2 separate regions of the Mus musculus genome follow, and region 2 is linked to region 1. The links are chromatin contacts, called in public Hi-C maps. All regions are on one chromosome and are shown on one strand. Each heading gives the region's core, a stretch centred on a gene start, on an enhancer-like site or on the middle of the called end of the contact. The rest is flanking DNA. Distances are from core to core; before and after follow the strand shown. Region 1 overlaps Gm30790 (predicted gene, 30790). Region 2 has its middle 73 kb from the start of Gm30790.

Evidence for each region. A called contact is a pair of places that touch in the nucleus more often than the background predicts.
Region 2: a contact with region 1 is called in a Hi-C map of epidermal suprabasal cells, with 2.9 times the contacts expected there. The contact joins two enhancer-like sites. A contact is called at or near these places in 19 of 484 Hi-C or Micro-C datasets (the C2C12 cell line, the G1E-ER4 cell line, the N1E-115 cell line and 10 more) and 1 of 115 datasets of contacts at active chromatin or transcription factors (fibro-adipogenic progenitors).

Annotation. Positions count from the first base shown.
Region 1 is chr16:76,769,298-76,776,832 of GRCm38.p6, reverse strand. All of the region lies in intron 1 of Gm30790 (predicted gene, 30790), which reads left to right. Among named protein-coding and RNA genes, the nearest start is that of Gm30790, 6.0 kb to the left of the region's middle. Within about 2 kb of position 4,597, at least 2 of the 459 cell types and tissues checked have an H3K27ac peak or open chromatin away from gene starts, as enhancers often do. A contact at or near this core is called in epidermal suprabasal cells, where this site is marked.
Region 2 is chr16:76,848,791-76,856,325 of GRCm38.p6, reverse strand. No RefSeq gene overlaps it. Among named protein-coding and RNA genes, the nearest start is that of Gm30790, 73 kb to the right of the region's middle. Within about 2 kb of position 4,620, at least 10 of the 459 cell types and tissues checked have an H3K27ac peak or open chromatin away from gene starts, as enhancers often do. A contact at or near this core is called in epidermal suprabasal cells, where this site is marked.

The DNA.
Region 1 (7,535 bases), core at 3,348-5,847:
ATGTAACTGTTAGAAGCCATATACATATTTAAGCCGTAATGTGCTCTTTTACTCATATTAGGGAGTGTAGTGGGCACTTGTTTACATAAACAATGTCAGGTGGCAATCCATCTAGCATAATAGTTCAGCCATTCTGATGTGCTGCACGTAGAACAGCATGCTGCCAAACACAGGAGGAAGAGGAAAGTCAGGAGAGAACTGGCTCTAAAGAGAAGTCTTTCCCAATCCGGTGGTCCAGAGCAATCTGGAGAGTCTAGTGGGGGAAAAGGTTAGTAGGTATGTGTGTACTGTGCTACTAACTATGGGAAGTAAACCAAATAACCCTAGTTGACAGATAAGTTAAATGATCCATTAAGCAAAGTGGTATAGCTGTTATAAACCAAGCAAAATTGCTCTAGGATCCCTGGCTGAGTATCCCAGAGAAGGAACAGTGTTTGAATCACATCCTAAGCACGGCAAATTCTCCAGGGAGGGAGACAAAATATCTCCCAATTTAGGCAGCACTAGTATCAATAGGAACGATGCAGGGAGGATCCTATTTCTCTTGTGGCATACAAGCAGGAAGGCTGGTGAAGAAAATAGACCCTCACCTGTAAGTTGCCATGGTGATAGACCCTGGACTAATAAGATCTCAGGTCTGCCGCTTCTAGAGATGGTTCAGCATGTGAGATACCAACTGCTCTAACCATTGGCAATTCGGCAGCACTGACATTGGGAGGATTAGTTAAGCCTGACCTAGACAAGGCATCCTTCCTACTACCCAAAGACCTTGTACCTTTGGTCCTTCAGGCACATTTCACTAGCACATTACATGGGAGATTTTCCTTGTGGTCATGACAGCAGTGACCATGGCAACAGTGTTTTAACTCTTGAACATTGCCTCTGTGGATCCAAGGGTCATGACAGGAGAGTCTCGGCTCACTAGCCATGGCAGCCAGATTAACAAGTACCCCCTGAAATGTCAGAAAGATTAGGGAGAGAAACTAAAAATCACTTCTATCAGTTAAACTGGAAAGTGGTTCCAAAAAAAAAAAAAAAGACACTAATATAAATAGGTGACTATCTGTCCTCGCTGGTGGATGGAATTCACAACACTTAGGTTTTACTTAAATTTGCAATCTCACATACGTAGTCATTGATGTGACTAAGAAGCATTCACTGAACCTTTGCAAGGTGCGAGACATACTGCAATGTGCTGTGGACACATTCGAAACAAAATAGACACGTCCCTAATTTTCCTTTGTGGAATTTTGAGTATAGTTATTGCATCTCTTCAAAGAAACTTGAGTTGAAAACCATGTTTTTTTTTTTTTTTTAATCTGAAACATTTAACCCAATTATGTAAAAAACAAAACAAAACAAAACAAAACAAAAGTAGAGATATGTCTGTATAATAATTACATAAAAATAAAATCCTGGAAAATGAGCATAAAGGATAGACATAGAAATAATTTTGTGTATGCAGAAATAATGATTGTGGCTATTGAATTCTATCATTTGTCAGGAATATGTGTGTGTGTTTGTGTGTGTGTGTATGTATGTATGTATATACATATATATATGTATATTCCTGCTTGTATACCACAAGGGGGATAGTTATAGTTACATTTATGTGTGTGTGTGTATGTTTGTGTATGTGTGTTTACATAATATATATATATATATTCTATAAATTTTCTTTACTACAGAATGGTTTTTCTCCTCTGTATGAGGCTCTCATCCTTTCATTTGCATTCCATAATTTCAGCATTCAGTAATGAAAGTGTCTTATGTCTATACCATCTATATGAAATAAATCCATCCCACCAATCAGGTAGAAGGTAGATATTGCAGCTGTCCTATTATTCTCACAAATTGACACATATTTTTAATTCAGGAAAACAGAGGTGAAATAGTTACATATGTTCTGACATAATAAAAATCGCCACCATGTTGTCATGATTAAATATATTTCCTTAGAATATCAGCATTCCATCTGAAATGCAGCCTGGCCATTTGGATTTGGTATTATTGGTATTATGGACATGTCAACACCTGCCACGGTAGGCAGATGTAATGAGTCAAATAAGATAAATGGTTGTTAGTACTTAAGAATTGTTAATTTTCTTCTGTCCCATCAAAAAGAAAAATTGTGTGTCTGTAGGATATGGTTCAGGCTTCTGGACAAAACAGTTGCAATCTTTTAAGGAAAGTAAAATTAAATACTACAAGGATATAGTTGAAAAAATGCTGAAGGATGGAAGTGCTAAGGGTGTCCGGAAGAATAGGTTTTCCTTGTACCTCACCCCAAGCTAATGGTGGGTGCTTAACCTGTACTGGTTAACGTAGGAAATCCCAGGCAGGAGGAAGTGTGGATCTTGTTATGAACTTGAGTAATTTGCAGATAACTAAGTAGGCTCCATGAGATTCAAGTGAAATAAAATCATTCAAAGAGTAGATATTTTAGGGAAGCCTTAAAAGTTAAGGAAAGCTATTTCATGGGTAGCGCGGCATAAGCCGTAACATGCTTTTGTATAGGGAAACGTGTGCTTTAATCAGCAGCTGTAGACGAATTCATCTGACAGCTGTGCAAAGATTTGAGGTAAGAAGGACAAGACAGGGAGACCATTAAGACAGCTAGGCGCTGGTCAATGGTGAATCATTGCCCTATACATAAAACTATGGGTTACCCATAGGAGATTTATTGTGGTAAATGGATTAGAGTGCACGTTGGAAAAGCGTAATTAAATGAAAAGACTCCAGGAGACTGAGCAGCCTGGAGGAGAGTGATGGCTTGGGAAGTTTGAGTGAAGAAGGTAAAAACCAGAATGCTTACTGTTGTAAGATCCTGGCCAACACAATGTTTTGTGTTCAAACAAAAATTCTTTTGGAAACGTGCTTGCTTAATAAATGATAATTAGAGGGACTTAAGAGAAATTATTAACAGTGCCCTGACTCTCACTGACCTATAGCACACGGGTAAAATATACACATTATGAAGCAATGTTTAGAGAAAATGGAGTATTGAGGTCACTGTAAGTCCCTATATCCACAAACAGGTCATTATCAGAGATCATCTCTAGATCAAAATGTGAAAAATGTACCATGTTCAAATTAGCATGCAAAATAAAACATCATTGCCAAGTAAATTATGTGATTATGCCATGAATAATTCATCAGTGCTGGCAATACAATTAGCTGCTTATAATATAATGATGAAACTATTACATTCATGTACAGTAAGTCTGACCCAAATTGTTCTAATAGTAAGACCAGGTCCAAATGCAAAAGAAAGCCTCCACTGTCTCTAGTCCAGAGCCACACAATGGAATTTCTTGCTTGTAAGACAAAGATAGAGTAAGTAGGCAAAGCTCATTCATGGTTAAAATCAGTTACATAAAAATGAGATAATTTCATATATGTACATTTTATAAGATCCTGAGTAAAATTACTTATGCCAGTATTGTGATCTAGTAGATATGATACACACACACACACACATATCTTAGCCAACATTAAGATTTTTACATAAAAAGCATGTAGACAAAAACAGTATCTAGGAGTCTTATTTTTATATGTTTTATTTTGTGTACAGACCTTTAGCTTGCATGTATATCTGGGTATCTTGTGTGTGTGTCTGGTGGCTATGCAGGTCAGAAGAGAGTCTGGATCCTTGTCACTGGAGTCACAGAGAACTGCGTACCAGCATGCGGGTGCTATGAATATAGTGGAGGCCCTCAGCAAAAGCAACCAGTTCTCTTAAGCAACAAAACATTGCTCCAGCATCTATTCTTACTTCTCAATTTAATTTCATTTATTAGTCTATCTGGTGTGTGTGTGTGTGTGTGTGTGTGTGTGTGTGTGTGTGTGTGTACACGCATGTATACAATACGATGCACATGTGCAAGTGTGGGCACACATGTGAAAGTCCACGGATGACTTTCAGAAGTTGTTTTTTTCCACATCCTTGGGTTTCTAGCCCTTATTACCTGCTGTGCCATCTCACTGACCCAATAGCTGACTGTTGTGAATGAGAAGCTCTTTAGCTATAATGAATCATCGCTCAGCCTTTCTACAGAGCAAAATCACGAGGTTGGACACACATGAGATGCTCAATGCTGGGCCTGGATCAATAAGGACATGGTGTCTATGGTCAACTTGTAGAAAAAAAAATTTCTGGAGATTCTATTTCACTCAGCTTACTTCAATCATCTTCATGATGAAATTTGTTCTCTCTCTCTTGGACTGCGATTCTGTTGGCTTAAGGCTGAGTTTGCCCATTACTAGTCAGTATGGGGTTTTACTTGGTACTTAAATTCCATGGTCTTTAAGTGCTGCCAAATCTTACAACAAAGGACCCACCTGGGCACAACGGTTCCAGGTTACTGCTACTAAGTTTTTACTACCAATTAATGGGCAACAGTGACATATGACCAAACACAGTGTGCCCTTCTAAAAGCCGTGATCCTGTCACCTGGTTGCTGTCGTGTCAGCGAGCACCCTGCGGGCGAGAAGGCAATATGGTTGTGAAGTTTGAGTGAGATTCTGCTCTGTCAGCAGGATTTCTTTTTCATAGGGCATTCCCACAAGAGCAGTTCAGAGTCTGTCATCACATGTCTTGATTATATCACCTGCTATATGCATAAATGAATATTTCCTTCACATTCCATCAGTGTGTATGTATGACATCTATATGGCAGAATATGTTCATAGAAAAAAAAGCCTCATCTTATGATTTTCATATGTATAGGGCCTTTTAATGTATGTACCCTTCCACACAGAAAACCAACTTAAAAATGTTACTACCAGCTGTGGTAAAATACATTGCAATCCTGCAAAACCTGTTGATTGAGAAATATTTAAAACGCTGAATAAGATACAAAAGCCCATTCGAACACACCCGTGCTTACACTCCCGAGCCAGCAAGAGTGGCTAGATCAAGCACAAGCATGAATCCAGGACAAGGAGAGCTGGCAGAGCTGCGCATGTCTTCTAGAACCATGTGAAGAGGAGCTTTGAGTCCTACAGTCCACATAGAGTTTGAAAGTATAAAACTGTGGGCTTCTGAATATGAGCCAAACCGTGGGGTAAAGGTGGAATTCCAAAAAGACCCTCCATGAAATGCTTAGGAGCAAGATCAAGTAGCTGTCATACCAAGGATGGCATCGAGGGAAACGGACTCTTCCCTACGGGATATAGGGTGAAAGCAAAACAAACAAACAAACAAAAAAACAATAAACAAATTAATAATTCAATCTAGCAAGACGTGGTTCAATCCGTCCAAATCACAGATCCCTCTACACAGTCATAAAGGGCAATCTAAAAAGAAAACGACACTCTTTTTTTTTTTTTTAATACGGAGCATTAAAAAGAACAAAATACTTAGGAATACATTTAAGCAAAGAGACAACAAACATTGCATTACAAAAATGCCAATATAAAACCTAAACCCTCAGAGAAACCTACTTTGTTCCTGAATGAGAAGACACTGTTGGGAAGATGACATTGATACCCGAAGCCATCTATGGGTTCTATCAAATACTTGTGCTGGAATGTTTAAGGCAGCCTTCTTCCCAGTAGTTACAAAGGTGACAATCTAGCTCAGTGTCTATCACTTGCCTCACATGAATAAGGGTTTGACCTCTACTACCCCACCTGGAAGCAGAAATTAGATTGTAACAGCAAATGCTGTATGATTCCATTTATACGCCACACCCAGAACAGGCAACTCTATAGGTGTAGAAGGCACTTTAGTCGTTGACTGGGACTAGAAGAGCAGATAGTGGGAAGAAACTGCTTGCTACTCTGCAAAGGGCTTCCATTTGCAGTTAAGAAAGCATACTGGAAGTGTATTCAGATGGTGGTGACCCTTCTGTAAGGCTGATTTACAAAATTCCACTGAGTGTATTCTTAAGTGGTTCGTTTCCTAGTATAGAAAATCTACCTTGATTTGGAAAAAACACAAAACAGAACACAAAACAAACTCACAAGTCAAAAGCTCTTTCTCCAAAGAGATTTTCGAACACATATTGACCCTGATTTGGGTCTATACTCTGAATTTATTTTGCCAGCTGATTGGTTGTGCCAGCTGGTGGGTGGTATTCGCTGGAGAAGTACTCTCTCAGTCTAGGACTCAGAATAGCCCCACAGAAGTCTCAGCAAGCCTAACCTCGGAAGAACAAGAAAAGTATAAAATGCATCAGGAAATAAAACCACCAACTCCAATAGGAAGCACACACTCGCAAGGATTACAGATAGTAGAATTACTGAATTTAGCACGGATAAGAATGCCCCATATTTAGAGCTTCTTTTAAAAGAAAGGCAGCAAGTATGGGAGCAATGAATATGGACTGCAAAAATTGACCAGACAGAATTTATTTTAAATTTAAAATTTGCAAAAACAGTTGGTCTGGGAGTTCTATGTCAACTTGGCATAAGATTTAGGAGGAAGAAACCTCAACGGAGACTGTGCCACCAGCAGAGATTGGTCTGTGGGAAAGCCTCTGGAACTTTCTCCTGATTGGTGACAAATGTTAGTGGCTCCAACTCTATGGGCAATATCACTCCTGGGCGGGTGGTCCTAGATGCTGTAAGAATGGAGGCTGAGCAAGCCATGGGCAACAAGGTAGTAACACTTCTCTATGGCCTCTGCATGAATTTCTGCCTCCAGGTTTTTGACTTGAGTTCTGTCCTGACTTCCCTCAGGAGTGGAGTATCACCTGAAAGCTGTAAGCTAAACTAATCCCTTGACTTCCCAAGTTGCTTTTGGTCTTGGTGTTTTATCCTGACAACAGAAATCTTCATGAAAACAATACTTAAAATGGAAAGATGTGATTTTCGAAATTTAATTGTGAGTAGAAATTAAACACCATACCCAGCTAAAGAGACAACCCACAACTGGAAAATACAGTGGGGAAAAAAAATGACTCAGGATTCAATCCGAGTAGAGTTTAGGAAACATTAAACTTACAGGGCCTGGCTTATGTCTTATTACTATACCATAAGAAAATACAGATACTAGAGAAAGACATCATGTATGAGAATTTTTCAGATTGGAAGACAGTATAAGAAACAAGCTATGCAAGAAAAGCTGTGACTTTTATAGAAACCTGTGTTGTAGAAACTATGGCACACACCCTTTAAACCAGACAATGTTAAGTGAGAAATTAAGTCCTAATATCGAAGTCTGGATGACAGAAAGCCCTGATTGTCTTATCTGTCTATATTTATGCTTCTGTAGTAAAAAAAACATCGGTACCAGGAATTCTATTTTATTTTCTAGCTCTGAAGGTTGGAAAGTCCAAAGTAACATTGCTGGCTAATGCAGTTTCTGGAAGAAGGCTCTTTCCTAGCTTGCTGATGGTCACCTCCCTCCTATGCAGTGGAGGTGGGGCCAGGTCTCTAGTGAGAGGCAGAGGGGACAGAGGAATGATGAGCAAGACAATGGATCTTCCCTCATCTTCTGAGACTACGCTATTGCCAGCACCTCCCACTTTAACATTCACCTTGACCAGGTGTTAAACTTTGTCTGTTTCCCCCCCCCTCTGTTGTTAAAT
Region 2 (7,535 bases), core at 3,371-5,870, 79 kb before region 1:
ATTTATAGTCTAGTAGTTGCAAAGAATTAGTGGTGTATTCATATTTCAATAGCTCACAGCATAAAAGGCATGGCGACCATGATGAGCAGACTCTTAAATCATGCACTCGCCTCTATGTGAAAGGGAATCCACTTTAATAGAACAGCATGACCTACTCTTTCAGGTGTTTTCAAAGGAAGGAACAAAGTCTACAAATGAGATGTGATACTTTATTTTTCATTTCTCCCTACTTCTCTTTGTAAAGGAGCAGTTTTCTGCTTTGTAGACACTTTGAAATTTGAAAGCCAAGCTTTATCGTGTGGACAGTTGTAATCATACATGCTCAGGTTTAATCCTGTGTCAAAGCCAATACACTTCACTCTCTCAAGCAGAAAAACCAGCAGGCAGTCTTAAAGTCTTAAGACTGTTGGCCTACTAGTTTCTCAGGAATTTAACACCTGGAGGTCAACTATGAGAATGTTTTCAGAGCTCACTTATGGTTGCATGCGCAGTGTTTTTAATTAGAATATTATAACTAGAAGGACCAGTCCCCTTTACATCTCAATTTAAAACTTGAAGTTAGCAGGATGATTACAGACACAATTTCATATTAACTTTCAGAAGATAAGTGGTACAATATTTTAGTAGGCATCAAATGGAAAACCTAGTTATCTAAATCTCTCCTTCCTGCCATGAAGAATCTCTAAAGAAGATAAACTATGGTCCATGGTGGAGTGTTCTGTGATACATGCAAGTGTTGGGGCAGAAAGTCTAGAAAGAGGAATAAGTTCGCTTTAATGTGAGCAATCTGTTGTATTTTCTCCTCTACTCTTCTGGTTGATCCTATGTTCTTCTAAATAGAATTTACCTTACATTCCCTCAGTTACGTTAACCTTAGTGACAGGATTAAATCACTAAATGACCATACATGTAAGCTCATGAGAGGAAAAATACAGGAAAAAAAGACATCAGCTCCTAGTCAGAAATATGCCCTTCTGTTTCTATGATCAGTTCAAAGGTCCCTAAAATACTCATGCATTGTTGCCCAGTGTTGGACCAATCCATTTGATTTCCTCCTCTTCCTCATCTTCCTCCTCCTCTTCTTCCTCTTCCTCCTTCTATTCCTCCTCCTCCTTTTTCCCCTTCTTCCTCCTCTTCTTCCTCCTCTTTTTTCCTCTTCATCCTCTTTCTCCTTCTCTTCCTTCTCCTCCTCCTCCTCTTCCTCATTCTTTTTCTAGAAGTCAAGGAATAACTGATGTTATCTAATGTGTCATTATTTCTGTGGGTCAAGAACATATTTTTTAAATGAAAGTTATGTAATTTAGAACAGAGCCCTTCCTCAAGTCACCATGTACCACTTGGGTTTGTTAGGGCACATGTAAAGAGAGAAATAACTCAACCATTTGGCCAAGGAATATCAGGGGCTTGGGCAAGCACCCCATGAGTGTGTGGGAAGAATCTCAACTCTCCCTTTTCTTCTAATGTACAGTTTTGCATGGAAGTCAGTGACACCTACCATTCTTCTTTGTAGCACCTAGTTTTCCGTGCAGTAATTGGTGAATGAATGCCTTGTATTTCCTTGTATCTCGTCTTCACGGCCCCTTTCCCTCTTATTTTCATCCTAAGTTCTGTTACCCAGACAACGTTTTATTTTCTGTGAGTTCTGTAATTCTTTTTTTGCACTAGAGTCTGACCTTGTAGGAATAATAAAAATTGCCCTTTAGGATTTTTGTAATTATTATATGACATATTTAATATGTAATATTATATGGTATATGTAATATGTAATAATATGTAATTATATTTTTGTAATTACATATATGTGATTCAGCATATCATCTATTTTTAAAAAGGCTTTTAAAATCACATTTATTTTCATGGATTATTAACATCATTCTTCCTTGTTTTTATTTCATGAAAAGTCTATAAATCTACACTCATACCAACATTTCATATATATAAAAATGTTTGAATAAAATGTCAAAGTCCTTTTTCCTTTTTTTTCATACCACAGTCTTTCACAGAGATCATTATTTTATATAAAAATTTCAATTTTGTGTCTATATATTTACAAGTATTTGAGTGTTAAACACACACACACATATGTATATATACTTATAAGCACAATATATAGGGCATATATATGTGTGTGTATGTATGCATGTATAATATATTTCATATATAGGGCATAATGTATATATGAATACAAATATTGCTAACTCAATGTTACCATATTTCTATATTCTTGCTAAATATATCTTTATATCATATATTTTATGATAGAAATAAAAACTAGGACCTTTGATCTTTAAGTATGTGCTTCCCAATGGCCTATATTCCAAGCACAGAGCTTATGCATCTATCAATGTTACAAAATGAAGTTCTTTCACATATTTCATTTTGGAGTAGCTATGGCCTTGTGGGAGGAAATGTGTCACTGTATGTCTCAGATAGCAAGTCCAGCCTCAGCGGCAGACAGTTGTTTTCTTGCTGCCTGTGGATCAAGACGTGGAATGCGAAGCTCTTTCTCCAGCACCATGCCTGCCTGCATGCTGCCATCCACACCTGCCTGCATGCCACCATGCTTCCTGCCTCGTTTCCAATGGAAATCTCTGAAACTGTAAGTTGGCCCCAATCGAATGTTTTCCTTTATCAGAGTTGGTCACTGAGTCTCTTTCCAGCAATAGAGACCTTAACAAAGACAGTCCCTAATAACACAGTTTACTCAATTCTCATTCCGTATCTACAGAAATACTTCAGTCTTTGCAGTGAGCATTTCTCCCAATCCAGTTCAAATCAAAAGATGAGTACAATGTAAATGCTGACACATACTGTCAAACTACCTACCTGATTTCAGGTTCCCACCTGTGATATATACGGATGACAATTTCCTTTAAGTCATTTCAGCATTAGACATTGTCGCTCCTTTTATTTCCAACAATCCACTGAGTAAAACATTATCTCCCTTTTTCTTGATGAATGTTCACTACAGAGAGAACCGAGTTGATAGGACATTTCCCAACACATATTCAATGAATCTTACCCATGTCTTCCTCATCCCCTCCTTCTATTCTTTCTCACCATTCCCCCTCCAATTAATCCCTTTGTTCCCAGATATTTCATGTCTTTCAGGTCATGGACATATATATGAAATTTAGGATCCACTTGTGAGTGAAGAGATGCAATATCTTTCTGAGTGGTCTAGTTAGCCTATTATGAGGATCTTCAGTTGCTTCTATGGGGTGTGTGTGTGTGTGTGTGTGTGTGTGTGTGAGAGAGAGAGAGAGAGAGAGAGAGAGAGAGAGAGAGAGAGAGAGAGAGAGAGAGAGAGAGAGAGAGAATGTGTGTGTGTGTGTGTGTGTGTGTGTGTGTGTGTGTGTGTTGGTAGTTTATAGGGTACCAATGTTGACATCAGGTCTCCCACTCAATACTTCCCCTCTGTATTGTTTTGAAGCAGGGTCTCTCACTGATTCTGAGGCTGCCAGTTGGTTGGAGTTGTCTTCAAGCCCCACGGATCTGGCCTGTTCCATCCTCTACAGCAATGGGGCTCTAGGGATGTGCTGCTCTGACACTTTTTAGGAGAGTGTTGAGGATCGAGGCTTATGACTCTGCTTATGCAGCAAGCATCTCCTAGCTGAGGCATCTCTCCAGGCTGTTATCTTACTTTCTCCCTTGGGAACCATAATCTGATTGAATGTTGTTAAAAAAAAATCAAAACCAGACATCTGAATGCATCGTGTATGTATCTTCTAGAATCATAGAATGAACAGAGCTTTGTATTTGAATTCTTAGGGTTTTTTTTTTTTTTTCTATTAAAACTGTGAGGTTACGCCGGGTTATATGGCATCTCTGTAAGCTACTAAATTATAAAGGCGGTTTAGCCATTTACCACGATATCACTGTAATCTTAAAACCAATTTTCAGTCATTTCAGGAGAATTTTCTGTGGATGGTTGTGCCAGTTTCCATGCTATTGTCTCTTGTTCAAACCACTCTCCTATAATTGCCTTGCAGCAACTGGAGCTGATGCTCAGCCTATCTCTCTCTTCTGTCGTGTTACCCGACTCCCAGTGAGGTTCTTCTGGTATGAATGGAGGAGGAGGAAGGACTTGCTCCTTCATACTCACTCCCTGTTGACTTCCTTTTGCTTGAGTAGGTTCCTGGGAATCCTCTGGGCAAAGCATTATCCTGACAACCACAGTTTTCCCCTACACGGGAGCAGCTAAGATGAGGAGGAAATCTTTTAAATATCTCTTTAAGACAAGCACTCCACCCATCCCAACCCAACACATACCTGTCCTCCAGGGTTATAACCTTCGCAGCCTTTCAAAGCCTCTCACAGGCACAGAGACAGCTATATTCACTGATAAACCAAGCCTACAACCCCACCTGTTCTGGAGGACAATATTGCTACCTCCAGTTTTGTTCTTTTAATTAGATTGGCCTTTATTTCCAATATTACCTACCTCCAGTGCACTAGCCTTTTCTTTTCTTACATCTTCAGTTGCCAGTCCACAGCTTTGTACTCGGTGGTTAGTAATTCTTTATTTTAAATTCTCCTTGTTCAGTAATGGGTGTGTTTTCTCTGTCCTCATAGAACCGGGACAGTGGCTACAAGAACAATGGGTGTTTTGTACTGCATATGTGGTGAAACTAGTAATTCAAACTCACTCTGGATATATGAGATTCCTTATAAGGATTCTATGAGATAGAAGACGATGTATTGAGCAAGGGGTGACACAATTCTTTGTAAGCATGGACAATAAAATGTTCTGCAGAGCATTGCTTGCTTTACCGCAGGGAGATTCCAGACACTGGCTTACTCCTATCCCTCCTGTGTCATAACACCATACATATTGCAGTAGCAGACTTGCTTTTCAGGATGTGATCTGGCTAATCAATGGATCTTTTTGAAGGCAGGATGTTTCAATGACCTGAGGTTATTGCAAACTTCAAAGAATTACCATAGGAACTCCATGTTTGGATAGTGTTATTGAGATGCCCCCTTTGTAATAGACATATTTGTAAAGTATGACTGCGAGATTTCAGTGTTTATATGCTGATATATTCCTGATGTAAATGTAGATTTCTAGAATGGCAGGTATGGCCACAAAACAAAAACAAAAACAAAAAACAAAACAAAACCAAAAGGATGACAGGTATGTTTGAACTTTTTTAAATAAAGTTTTGTTTGTTTGTTTGTTTGGTTGGTTGGTTGGTTTTGTTTTTTCAGGACAGGGTTTCCCTGTGTAGCCCTGGCTGTCCTGGAATTCTCTGTAGACCAGGCTGACCTCAAACTCACAGACATTCACTGCTTCCCAAGTGCTGAGATTGAAAATGTGAGCTACCACTGCCCAGCAGTTCTCTATAAAATTATTATTATTATTATTATTATTATTATTATTATTATTATCATTATATTTTCTTTATATACATTTCAAATGCTATCCTGAAAGTTCCCTATATCCTCCCCCAACCCTGCTCCCCTACCCACCCACTCCCACTTCTTGGCCCTGGTGTTCCCCTATACTGGTGCATATAAAGTTTGCTAGACCAAGGGGCCTCTCTTTCCAGTGATGGCCGACTAGGCCATCTTCTGCTACATATGCAGCTAGAGACATGAGCTCTGGGGGTACTGGTTAGTTCATATTGTTGTTCCACCTATAGGGTTGCAGACCCTCTTCAACTCCTTGGGTGCTTTCTCTAGCTTCTCCATTGGGGGCCCTGTGTTCCATCTTAGAGATGACTGTGAGCATCCTCTTCTGTATTTGCCAGGCACTGGCATAGTCTCACAGGAGACAGCTATACCAGGGTCCCCATGTGCTTATGATTTCAAGTAATCCAAAAAGTCAACTATTTAAAATAAGCATTAAAAGAAAAAAACTGGCCTGAAGAGATCGCTCAGCAGTTAAACTCAATGGGTACTCTTGCAGAGAAATATTTGACTCCCACCATTCATACAGCAATTCATGATTCTCTGCATCTCCAGTTCCAAGGGATCAGATAAATGTCCTCTTCTGACCTTCACAGGCAGCAAGCACACTCTCAGTGCAAAGACACACATGCAGGTCAAACTCCTATACACATCTAATTACATTAAAACAACAAAGCATCTCAACTGTTGCCCTGAAAGTCTTAGTGCTTAGGGACTTTTTTTTTCCCCCTTAACTGTGCACCAGTGTTTGAAAAAAGCTTGTTTGAGCCATTAGCTCACATTTTCTCCTGTATCTATACAGAGTTGAAAGTAAGCTATCAAAATTTATATTTTATTGGTTGTTTTTGATGTAATTTTGTTTTGGAAAAAGAAAGTCACGAAATATTTCAAATGTTTTTCTGTCATACATCAGGCAGCCATAGCACAGAAGAAGCAAATACATGTAGATCTATCATACTCTTTTTATTTGTAGGAGCTACATTTGATTCTTTTTTTCTTTTCTTTTCTTTTCTTTTCTTTTTTTTTTTAGGCAGTCATATCGATGGCTACTAATTACAGTTTTGTTATGGTGCTTGGTGCTTATCAATCTTTTTCCACTAAGGTCTTCAACTCTAGACCCTTAATGTAGTGTCAAAGAGAAATGGTGTCAATGAGTGAGCTTATTTAATGAATGATTTTATAGATTGTATTTTGAAGTATCAGCACCAACTCTATTTTGTGTGTGTGTGTGTGTGTGTGTGTGTGTGTGTGTGTGTGTGTGTGTGTGTGTAGCATCTTGGTAAATAGGCCAATGTCATAAAAGTTAACATTAATTGTTTTCTCATGTTCTTAAATATTAAGACTATTCTGTATGTTTCAGACATTGCCGTGATTAGGTTTTTCAACTTGACACAAATTCTCCTAGAGGAGGGGACATGAACTGAGGAATTGAACCCATTCAACTTGCCTTGATCCTTGGTGCAGGAGGGTCTCACTCACTGTGAGCAGTACTACCCCTTGAAAGACCAGCAAGCCAGAAGGAGCAAGCCAGTAAACAGCCTTTCCTTCAGGGTCTCTGCGGAAGTTCTTTTCTCCAGGTTTTTGCTTTGGATTTTCTTGATGATGGACTAAAATGTCTAAGATAAATAAATCCTTTAGTCCACAACTTAGTGTTGGCTAGTCTTTTATCACAGCAACAGATAGGCCAGACTTTTACATGGGCTATGTAACCCTATTGTGCCAATTTGCTGGAAAGGCTGTGGACTTTATGGAAAATGCCAACATTTCCTCTGAGAGTCTGAGACTTTGCTCATAAAAGAGAGAAATAAAATGTAACCATACCCAGTACAACTCAGTCCTTACTTAAGTGGGCTTGTCTAGTCAAAACACACTATGCATGTTGTGGTATTTTGCTCCTGGGGAAGGATTTATCGTCTTTGTAGTTTCTTTTTATAGTCGGTCAACAGAACTATGGAAACTTTTGGCTAGAATTCTTTAGATTTTTGTAGTTTCTCCTTTCCATGAACATCGTGCTAGATACCCATATGAATTCACATGAAAAGCTGCTGGGATTTGTGTTTTATATTTTAATTTTCCTCATATGAGTGAAAATAATGTATCTTGTTATTAAATGAAAATCTTTA